Regions from separate parts of the Rattus norvegicus genome. Here region 1 is linked to region 2. The links are chromatin contacts, called in public Hi-C maps. All regions are on one chromosome and are shown on one strand. Each heading gives the region's core, a stretch centred on a gene start, on an enhancer-like site or on the middle of the called end of the contact. The rest is flanking DNA. Distances are from core to core; before and after follow the strand shown. Region 1 holds the start of Dyrk2 (dual specificity tyrosine phosphorylation regulated kinase 2). Region 2 has its middle 160 kb from the start of Ifng.

Region 1 (5,056 bases), core at 844-3,343, 300 kb before region 2:
ACACTGTTATGAAACTGTCAAAGAGTAAAAGGTATTTTATTTAAAGTTCATTAAATGAGACATATATCTTTTTCCTTAATTAAAGCAAATCATTTTCCTTGTAAAAAGAAAGTGTTCCTTTTCTCTCATGTTTAATCTATTAATATCATTAATTTGGAAGTAGAGCTAAAACATACCTGTACTATTAGTATCCTTATTTATGATTTTTCTTATTCATTTAATTTTGAAGCAATGGTGTTTGAAATACTGTACAGATAACTTGATGCCAAAATTGATATTTAAGAACAATATTTTTTGAAACATTAGTCATATGCTGAGTACTCAAAGTAAGATGGGAAGGAAATAATTGTTTAGAAGAGTAAGGGGGGGACACTTCCCGAGTTTTCTTGACAGTGCACAGGCTATAAGCAGAGCAACAGTGAGACTAAGCTGGGAATCTCAGATACATTGTAGCCTTGTAGCCGCTCCTTACTACCCGCTTTCTGTTAGTTAAGTCTGAATGCTACTCAAGCCTTCCTGTGTGGGTTTGAAGGTGATCATCACACGGAGGAATTTCTTGCTAGGGGCAATTTAGGTTATGATATGAGCCGATTATTAATACACTACTGCGTCCCTACTTTCTTGCAAAAGGAAGAAAATTAGGCTGTCTCTGTCTCTCTGTGTCTCTGCCTGTGTTTGTCTCTCTCCTTTCTGTCTCTGTCATTCTCTTCGAAGGTGGAGTGTGCCCTCCTCTTATTACTCTGTAGGCGCCCTAGAGGGTCACACTGTAATGTGGGCCCGTCCTTTTGGCATTTGGTTAAAGCTGAGGTGATCTTTGCAAGAGGTTGCTATGACAATTTGCCAACAGCATAGCCTGTACAACTCTGCAGGAGGTAGCTCCCTCTAGACTGAAGTCTGCTCTAGTTGGGGCCAGCACTCTGGGACTTGGAGAAGACACAAGGAGCAGGGCAATAAGGGATGGACACAGGACTCCAGGAGCAGTTCAGAAACTAGGCACCTCCCAGGAAGGAAGTGCATGCCTGGACGCGGTCCAACTTTCTTCCCTATCTGCTGGGGATTTTTCGAGCTTTCGCTCCACACCTGACTGTTCAAGTGGACAAAGGTGCCCAAGTGTGCCACGCACGACAAAGCATAGGTGTGCGACAGAGAAACAAATGCTGTTCTTTCTGGGAAGCAGAGGCTGTAGCCCACGAATGAATAGGGCAGGGAAATTCTCCACGTGTCTGGGAAGGGAAAGAAAAAAAGAATCTTTTCCTCCGAGGATGTGGGGAATCAGAGGTGTCGCCCCAGTGCAGCAGAGAGCTGAAAGGAAGGTGTGTCTGTCTCAGTGGCCGCGCTGGGGAAAGGCTTCGAGTTGTAAGGAAATGGGAGGCGTCTCTGATGTTTATTTTTGCCTAGCAACCCACAGCCAACTGCTACCTCAGCTGCGGTCCACAGGCGCCTGTCTGCCTCCCCTTGTCCTAGAGACTGGAGGGCAGCGGTCACTCGGTGTCAGTGAATCAGGGAGGGCGTGCGTGGCCGAGATGGAAGTGGAAGGGCAGCCCCTTCCTTCGTCCATGCTTGGGTCACCAAGCTCAGCCGCAGTCCCTCCTCGGGGCCTGACTTTCCGAGGTGACCCTCATACAACTAAGTTCTCTCCATGATAAAACTGGGGAGAGGGGTTGGCTGGGCCACTGGGACAGGGACAGGGGCCGGGGCTGGGGGGCCGCAGTATTGTCTGGGAGCAGCCATTAGGGGCGGTGTTTAGGGGCGTGATGGGAGAGGGAGGGGTCTCTGCAGCAATTTCGGGAGGAGGCCGGCCGCGGTAGGTTGCGCGGTAGGGCAGGGAGGGGCGTCGCAGGGGCGAGGGGGACACGGGGAGAGGGCAGATGGCCGCAGGGGAGGCGCAGGGCGAGCCCGAGCCGCAGTTTTCCTGGGAGCGGAGGACGGCTCTGCGGAAGATCGGAGAGGGTGGGACTCCCGGGGTGGCGGGTGGGGGTGGGGTGGCCGCCAGCCTGTGTGGCTGGGGCCGGGGGAGTCCGGGGCGGGGCCTCAGCGGGGGCGGGGCTGGCCTTCTCGGGCGCGAGCCGCGGGGGCGAGCGTGTGTGCGAGTGTGCGCGAACGCGCGCAGGCCCGGGAGGAGGCTCCCGAGCGAGTGGGTCCCGGCGGCCGCAGCCCGCTCCCCGCGGCCCCGATGTGAGGGAGTCGGGGAGGCCAGCGGTGCGGCAGGGGAGGGCGAGGCATGTGCACGGGCCGGGGGGTACAGCAGCCGCCCGAGGACGAGGGGGACGGCGGAGGCGAGGAGGAGAGCGGGGGGCTCGCGGCGGCGGGTCCGGGCCGAGGGGATGCAGTGGACTGCGTGTGTCTGGCTGTAGCGGGAGAGAGGAAGCGACGAGGCGCGGGGGACCCGCGTGAGGGGCGACCAGGAGGCGGCGGCGGCGGCGGCGGCGGCGAGGAGTAGCGGCGGGACCGGCGGCGAGGGCAGCACTGCCATGCACGTTCCTCTCCCGCGGCCATGTTAACCAGGAAACCTTCGGCCGCCGCTCCCGCCGCCTACCCGACCGGTAAGGGCCCCGGGACCCTGTCGGCGGCACGGGGCGCGGGCTGCGCGTGTTGGTGCCCCGGGATCCCTGAACCCGGCGGGTTGAGCGAGGGGCATCCGGAGCGCGACCCCGCCGCAGCGCCCTCTCGGTGGCCCGCCCTCCCCTCCCCCGGCCCGGCGACGTGGGCTCCGGAGCTCTGGCCCAGCGCTGCTCCCCTCCGGGTCGCGAACTTAACTTTGCAGCTGGCGGGTGCGCGCCGGGGAGCCGCGTCCCGACCCCCCTCCTTTCCCGCACGCCGCCGGCTTTTCCCGGGCCGGGTGTCTCCTTCCATCTTCTCCCTGGAAGAGGGGGTTCTCTGCCCACCGGGGCGGGGGCGGGGGTCTGGGTAGCTCTCTTTCCCCACCCTGACCCTCTTTTGTCTCCTCCCGCGCGTGGCTCCCAGGCCGAGGAGGGGACACCGCCGTTCGCCAGCTTCAGGCTTCCCCGGGGATCGGCGCGGGGGCTCCCCGAAGCGGAGTGGGGACCGGCCCACCCTCCCCCATCGCCCTGCCGCCTCTCCGGGCCAGCAACGCTACCACTACATCCCACACGGTGAGACCTGGCTTTGGGAGGGCGCCGGGCAGACCCCTGGCTTGTTGGGTTCTTGCTGTGGGAAGAGAGGGCCGAATCTCCACGCCCCTGGCAGGGGCCTGTCCTCGACGCCGCCCTCTGTAACTTGGGCGAGCCCCGAGCTGCTGCCACAAAAGAGATTCGTGGCGTGGGCCCCTCGCTTCCCTCTGAAGCTCGCCCACACCAGAGCTCCTTTTCCTGGGAACTTCCTCCTTGCGCCCCCTCCCCCCTTTTTTCATCTGTGCTTCCTAGAGCTCCCTTCCCCGGCCGGTAAACATCTATTCCCAACCCCAGGGGTAGTGGATATTTATAGAAACGTATGTGTTAGGGGACAGCTAGGCTACCCTGCCCGGAAAATCGATCCCCCAAAGAGCCTCAGAGGCCTGGCTGCAGCCAGCAGGGAGCACCCGCCAATTGTCCCCCGCGTGTGTAAGCATGTTTTATGAGAGCTACAGGTTTGAGCACAGCAGAAATTGTAATTAACATTAACAAAAATAAGAGCTACAGCAGTAGTCAAAACAAAACAACCACCACTGTAGGATTCTCAGCGTGGATATTGACTCAAAAGGAAAGGGCCGGCTTTGCTTTGTAGGTGGCAAGGGAAGGGCACCTGACAAGGGCTGTGCAGTCCCTTGAGGCCCTGGGGAGTGCGGAGCCTGGGACTGGTGGCTGCAGAGACTGGGGAGCTGGGCTGACTTCAGCTTGTACCTTTCCTCAGCCCCTAGCGATGGCCTTTGGATGGTGACCATGAGCCTAAAGGAGGTGTGCGCTTGCAGGTGATGGTTTTAAAGATCTCTTTCCCAAAGGCTCTCTGGGAATGTGAGCAACCTAGGATGGTTTCTGTGTGAGGTTGCCTGCAGGATGTAGGATTTTGTGGCTAAGTGAAAGTTGCTTGAAAGTACCCACCCATGGTTTGTGGCCTGCAGGGAGCATCTCTGGGGGGAAGAAGGGGAGTCATTTGTGACTGAAACTTGTTTATCACGGGAGATGAGACCGACGTTAGCTGTGCTGGAGGCGTACAAGAGAGGTAGACAATTTCATAGACATGTTTTGTTATTCTCTGTTTTTCTCGGTGAGTCTATGCTAGGAGCTGGGGATTCATTACACAGGGATGAACTCATCTGGGTCGTACTATCTCGCTGGGAAAGAGAGCCTGCAGGTAGTGGGGATGTGACTGCCACAAGGGCATCCTAGAAAGGAGTCATCGTTGGTTTTGGAGGTTTGGCTTTTCTGTGGTTTTGGCTGGTTTAGAATCATCTGACAGTTTGGAAAACCCAGCGTCCATTTCCCCCCCATGTGTTGGTGTGATCGTGTTACATGTTGTGAACTGGACAAGGAATAACTCAATTTGCATTCGATTTCCAAGTTTTGTTAAGGATGGCCTTTGCCTGATCAGAACTTCTTTGCAACTGAAATATGTCATGAAATTGGGAGAGGGGAAAACTGCCACAAGTGGAAAGCCTGTGTGGCACCGGAAAGGAAAAGGCATGAAGGTGATTTCGGCATAGATGCCTGTGCTGTGCTGTGGCCTGTGTGTGACATGGCTGTTATACACCGAAGGGTAAATTTCAGTTGCTCCGCATCCTTGGACGCTCCGTTTTGAAAGTGAAGCTTTATGTTTCAAGTGTTTTGATGTGGTTCGTAGGACTCTACAGGTTTCCCGGCTCAGGGGCGTTGAGGAACACAGAGTTTATCCGGCTCCTGTGCATGTTTGCATGGGAATGAAGACTCCACAAGTTAACTGAGCTGTCAGGAGTCCGTGGACAGCTCGAATGTGTATCGTCAGTCACACACCTTCCCAACTCTTCATTTAATGTACTACTTGGGACTACTGGTTCAGGGAACCAGTATTAGCTTTGTTATAAATACTAGAATCTTTGCAGATTTAGAGTCCCCTGCCTTCCACACTTTCAGAAGTGTTTGTG
Region 2 (5,348 bases), core at 2,103-4,602:
TAAGCATGTTTAAGATAACTGAAAACAAAGACATAGCCAAATTTAGATTTTGTTTAAAAAGACCATGCAGCTGTCATATATCGTAAAGTATCTTTCTAGTTACTCAATTTTTGTCCCCCTCCATTGCTCACCTATTTGCCTTACGATGTCTACCTGCTTTTCCTACTAAAGACATCAGCTGAGATGGGAGCGTGAATCTACGAGTTAGAGCTGTCTGAAAATGCAGAAACGCGGTCAATGACTTGCCCTCCCAGCATAATGGTTAAAAAAAAAAATCCACCTAACCAATCAAAGAAGCAAAGAATACAAAGGAACATGGCAATTAATCCACTATTTAAAACAAAATAGCAAGCTCCCTAGAAAATGCTGGGGGGGGGGGGCCCTGACAGCTTAGAGCCTGGAGAGGAACCCATCTTAGAGAAAAACCACCAGAGTCTGGGGGAAAACACAAACAGAAACAATCCTGACAAGCAGGATTCTACTTAAAAGCCAAAGCAGACATTGGAAGACACAGACAAGAGAGCTCCAGTCCCTGACAGGAGTAGGTTTGCCCACATTTTGTAGTCCAGCACATTCACCCAGACATGGAGTACACCACGGACGGGCTGAGCCCCTTTCAGACTCAAGCTCTGCTGGACAGTCACCCAAAACACACAAGCTACTTGCTCCTGGGAGGTAGATTCCATAGGCATTGTGACATGGTGGTTGGGATTCTTAGGTCCAAGTAAGAGAAGGTTAAGAGAAGCCCTCCCTGCCTGAGTCAACGTCACACACAGCTCCCTTGTTGACTTTCTTTCCTGTGTCTGAATTCCCAACCTACACCTCTACATCCTCACTGGGGAGTTATTGTGAATGAAAACATACTTTGATGAATGAGATTATTCATGGAAGTACTTTTTTTCGGCATCGAAGTTAACAGTAGCAATAAGATTTGTTAAAAAAGCGCTCTCTAAATCTGCTGTAGAAGACCTTCAGACAGGATAGACTAGGGTGCTCGTTGGTTGACCGATGATGTAGACTTTTGATGATGCAAACAAACCTGAATGCTCCCGGGAGAAATGGGTGGAGAGTGTGTTGATGTTTGCTCCGAAATTTCAACTAGTCCCTGTGTTTTTAAAATTATTATTTCTGATAAAGAGAGAGGGGTTTTAGGCTTTTCCTTCTCTCCTGTCCCACCTCTATCCCACTGGCCCGTTTACTCTTTCCAACTAGCCCCATTTCCCTGTCAAACATGCTTGTGGTTTGCAATTCTCTGATGACTAAGTATGCTAGGATTTTTCCATGTGTTTATTGGCTACCTGTAATTCACCCTTTGGGAGACGTCTGTTTAATTTGCCCGTTTAGTCTTTGAGTTTGCTTGGTCGTTTTTTAGTCCTGAAACACACTAGAGAGAGGCATCCCCAGTCGGATATGTAGCTGATTCTCCTAGTCTACAACACTCAGCTTCCAAGTCTGAGTGACCCTGATTTAGTATAATATTGTCCAGTTCCATTCATTTTCCTTCTATGTTCCTAATTCCAGTTTTTTTTTTTACAGGTGAATAAAATCCCATCGCACACGGGTTACGTGTTCATTATCATACATCTCCTGATGGGCATCCAAACTGATTCCATTTTCTTGTTACTGTCAAGGAACAGCAATTAACATGGATGTACTATGGTACGGTATAGAATCCTTTGGGCATAGGCAGGCCAGAGTGGCTGGATCAGATTTTTACCCTTTTGATATCCCTACATACTCGTTTCTATAGTATCTGCACCAGTTTAAACTCCCACTCCACCAGCATAAAAAAGTTCACAACAAGTGACATAGATGAGACAAAAAGAGTCGACTATGGTTTTGATCGTATTATGCAGAAGTATGGTTTCTTTTCAACTGAAAATTGTGGTCAGAGAACTTGTTTTTGGAGCAAATAGAAGCCCAGAATAAGTAGTTAGATGACAAAGGAACACTCGATTGCTTTTGGTAAGATAAAGTTTCCAAGTCTGAGGGAATTACATCACACAATACACAAGAACAGTCAGAACTGCTCCTGTGGCAACTCAGAAGCTGGCCCGTAGGAAGGGCTTCACCTGAGGCTTGTACCGTCTCTGTCATTCAGCGGTTCAGGCTTGGTGATTGGCACTTGCACATGGGGGCTCAGCTGAGGGAACATCTTTAGGAAGTTTGCCCTGGCTCTGGGCAGGGAATACAATGTTTACCCTGAGCACATTTACCTCACTGCCCTCAGGACTCTGATCAGTAGATCCTTCCTGTCATCCATTGCGTGTGCTTCATTTCTTCCCTGTTGCATCCCCAACACAGTGGACCACAGCAAGTCCTCAGCAAGTTCTCCTCCAATCAGTAAGTCGACTGCATTGTCAGACCATCTGATCTTTCTTGTTGAAATTCTTTCCTCTCTGGACTCCAAAGTTAAAGAGTCCGAGCGTGAAGTCATCATTGTCACTAAGCGGTAGACTATTGAGAACCTGGGGAGGTTAAAAAATGTTTCATCTCATCCAAAGGTGCAGTGTGTAATATCTAAAACACCCCCACGCCACTCAAACACCAAAACAGTCACCATAGGCTTCTAATAACACAGCATTTTTACTTTGTCAGGGCATAGGCTAACGGTAATTTTTAGTACTCCTAACAGACCTTTAAAAAACAACCATCCTCTCCTATTTTGTATTTGAGAAGCTCCGAGAGGTAAAGTGTCTTATCCCCACAGATTGTGGTTGTGGGAGGTGTCAATGATCCCCAGACCTCTTCTGCCTTCTGTCTGTGCTCTTTTCATTGCTTTCTCCAGCCTAACCAACCGAGGGCCACACTGGATGACTTAAACAGAAAAAACTATCTGCTCTTGAACATTTGGAAGCTGGCAGTCCAAAACCAAGGTCGATCAACAACAGTGTGTTATTGTTCAGACTTTGAGTATAATCTGTCCTTACTTCTCTGCCTCTGCCGGTGGCCCTCAGAGATGAACGGCAGTCCACTGCAGCTTCTGCTTCTGACCACCCCTGACCCTTTTCCTGTGGGCCTGTCTTTATTTCCTGTGAGGACTCTGGTCATTTTAAATCGTGGTTTGCCCTAATGGCCTCACCTCAACCATATACATCTATAAGGACCATACTTTCATATAAGATCTCATTTGAAGGTGCTGAAGGAAAGGAATCAGCATGTTTTTAATGGACACGGTTCATCCAGAACATTCCCGTCCACTCACCCACACATGGTTCAGCTGTTTGTCTGTGGAAATAAATTCATACCATTTTATGAACCTTGAGACCACAGAGAACAAACAGTTCTGAAAAGGCACCACAGACTAGAACAATGAACCAGAGGAAGCCTGCAAGCCACATCATGTTTTATTGTCCATCACCACGTGTCAGTTAATAAAATATATTCCCTAAATCATTGCTGTGTTTATAGAGATGCTGTTGCCATGGTGAAGTTTAACAGAGGGAACACTGACTTTTAGGCACTCTACTGGGGAGACTCATGTGTGTAGCTTCTGAATTTCTAAAGATACAGTCTCACAGAAAACATCCTGTTCTTCTGGCTATTATATCACACCCCCCACCTCCTCTCACCCACCTTCCCTACCCCCCACCCCCACCCCAACTCCCCCAGCTTTCCACAATGACACTGAGTATTGGGTGCAGTAGTCTCCCTACAGATGTATCAGATGTCACTAGACTCTTCCTTGATCAGTTGTGGTTTTCTGTTACCGTCTCCATTCGTTGCAAAGACTCCTTGGTGAGGGGTGGGAACTACACTCCCCTGTAGGCGTAAGGGCAAATGCTTACAGTACACTTAGGACCTGTGCTGGTTTCATGAAGGGTCAGTTTCTGGCTCTCCTCCGAGATCCATGACTTCTCTAGCCCTGGGTAGATGACCTGAGCATGAATGTCACCTGTAGACACATTCACAAGGAAGGAGAACGCTCAAGAGGCCACAATGCTACACAGAGTTGCTGCAGGCAACTAAGGCATGCTGACAGCAAGAGGAATAGTCTTCCCGGGGAAGAACACATCAGTCGCTTATCCAACATCGAGTATCAGCCCTGAAAGTCTACGATGTTCATTGTTCTAGTCTAAGTAACATTGTACAGACTGAGCAGAATATAATGTGTATACTATATATTATACATTTATTATATATAATATATATTTAAAGAAATAGAGGCCATGAGTTTGAAAGAAAGCAATATGTAGAAGAGTTTGGAGGAAATAAAGGAAGGAAGAGAATGAAATAATTATATTATAATCTCAAAAATTTTTAAAAAATAAATGTTGATTTTTTTTTCTCCTCCTTGGGATTTTACTTCATGTTATAGCTAATCTTTATCGTTAGCCTGATGGGATGTAGAATCACCATGGGAACACAGCTTTGAGTGTGTCTGTGAGGGTGTTTCCAGAAAGGCTTAAATGGAGGGACACACACACAGCCTGAGTGTGGGCAGTGCCATTGGAGGATGGATTCCCAGGCTGAAGACAAGGGAGGAAGTGAGCAGAGGACTAACACTAACCTCGCTTTGCTTCCTGACAGCGGAAACAATGTGACTCACTGCTTCCTGTTTCTGTGTGAGTGACTTCCTGTCATGATGCCCGGATCCCTTAATCTGTGAGTGAAATAAACTCTTTCCCCTTACATAGCTTCTGTTTTGTCTCAGCGGTGAGAAAATTAGCTAACAGTCCTCACTGAAATAGGCTGAGGCGACAAATATTGAAGATGAACTCAGTGAATTGGGTTTCATGTAGTTGCTTAACAACTTTTGACCAAAGGGTAATGCAGCCTATATGGCAGGTAAACAAAACAAAACAAGCAAACAAACAAACAAAAGAAAGCAGAGAAAACTATCTACATGCACTTGGCGCTTCCGCTTTCAGAGGCTACTAAGGAGTGTGCGATGCCTTCCCACCAATGGGAGGAACGGTGCGGCAGCCTCTTGGATAAACACTGAGGGCCATGCAGCCGAAAAGACATCTCCTGCAGGACAACTTAACTGAAGACGTCCTGAGAGACCAAAGATTGCAGACACAGACAATACCAGCCAATCCGGAACTGCTGTTTAGAAGAGATGCTCTCATTGGACCAATGGAGCTTGCAGAAGTGCTTCAACGAGCTTGCTGCTGCGTTTCTCACCTGCTCCGGGAGCCTGTAACACTGACTCAAAGCCACCTAACCTCCAACCCCCAAGAACAGGTAGCGTTGGGGGCGAGTAGTCCGGGGCAACAAGGTAGGAGCTGAGTGGCATGTTGAGTGAGTCCTTTCCTCTCCCATCCACTGGTTGGAAGAGAGGCCGTCAGGGTTCTGGAGGCAGTAGATGGAACGAGCCTATGATCATGAATCAGTATGTAGAGGGA

The links. A called contact is a pair of places that touch in the nucleus more often than the background predicts.
Region 1: a Hi-C map of the A7r5 cell line shows a contact between it and region 2, with 3 times the contacts expected there. The contact joins the promoter of Dyrk2 here to the enhancer-like site in region 2. A contact is called at or near these places in 8 of 12 Hi-C or Micro-C datasets (the A7r5 cell line, the Rat2 cell line, Schwann cells and 5 more) and 1 of 1 datasets of contacts at active chromatin or transcription factors (oligodendrocytes).

The regions. Positions count from the first base shown.
Region 1 is chr7:56,245,697-56,250,752 of GRCr8, reverse strand. Dyrk2 (dual specificity tyrosine phosphorylation regulated kinase 2) reads left to right here and starts at 2,093. Exons shown (of 3, transcript NM_001108100.2): 1 at 2,093-2,543; 2 at 2,965-3,113. The coding sequence starts at 2,495.
Region 2 is chr7:55,950,420-55,955,767 of GRCr8, reverse strand. No RefSeq gene overlaps it. Among named protein-coding and RNA genes, the nearest start is that of Ifng, 160 kb to the right of the region's middle. Within about 2 kb of position 3,352, at least 1 of the 93 cell types and tissues checked has an H3K27ac peak or open chromatin away from gene starts, as enhancers often do. A contact at or near this core is called in the A7r5 cell line, where this site is marked.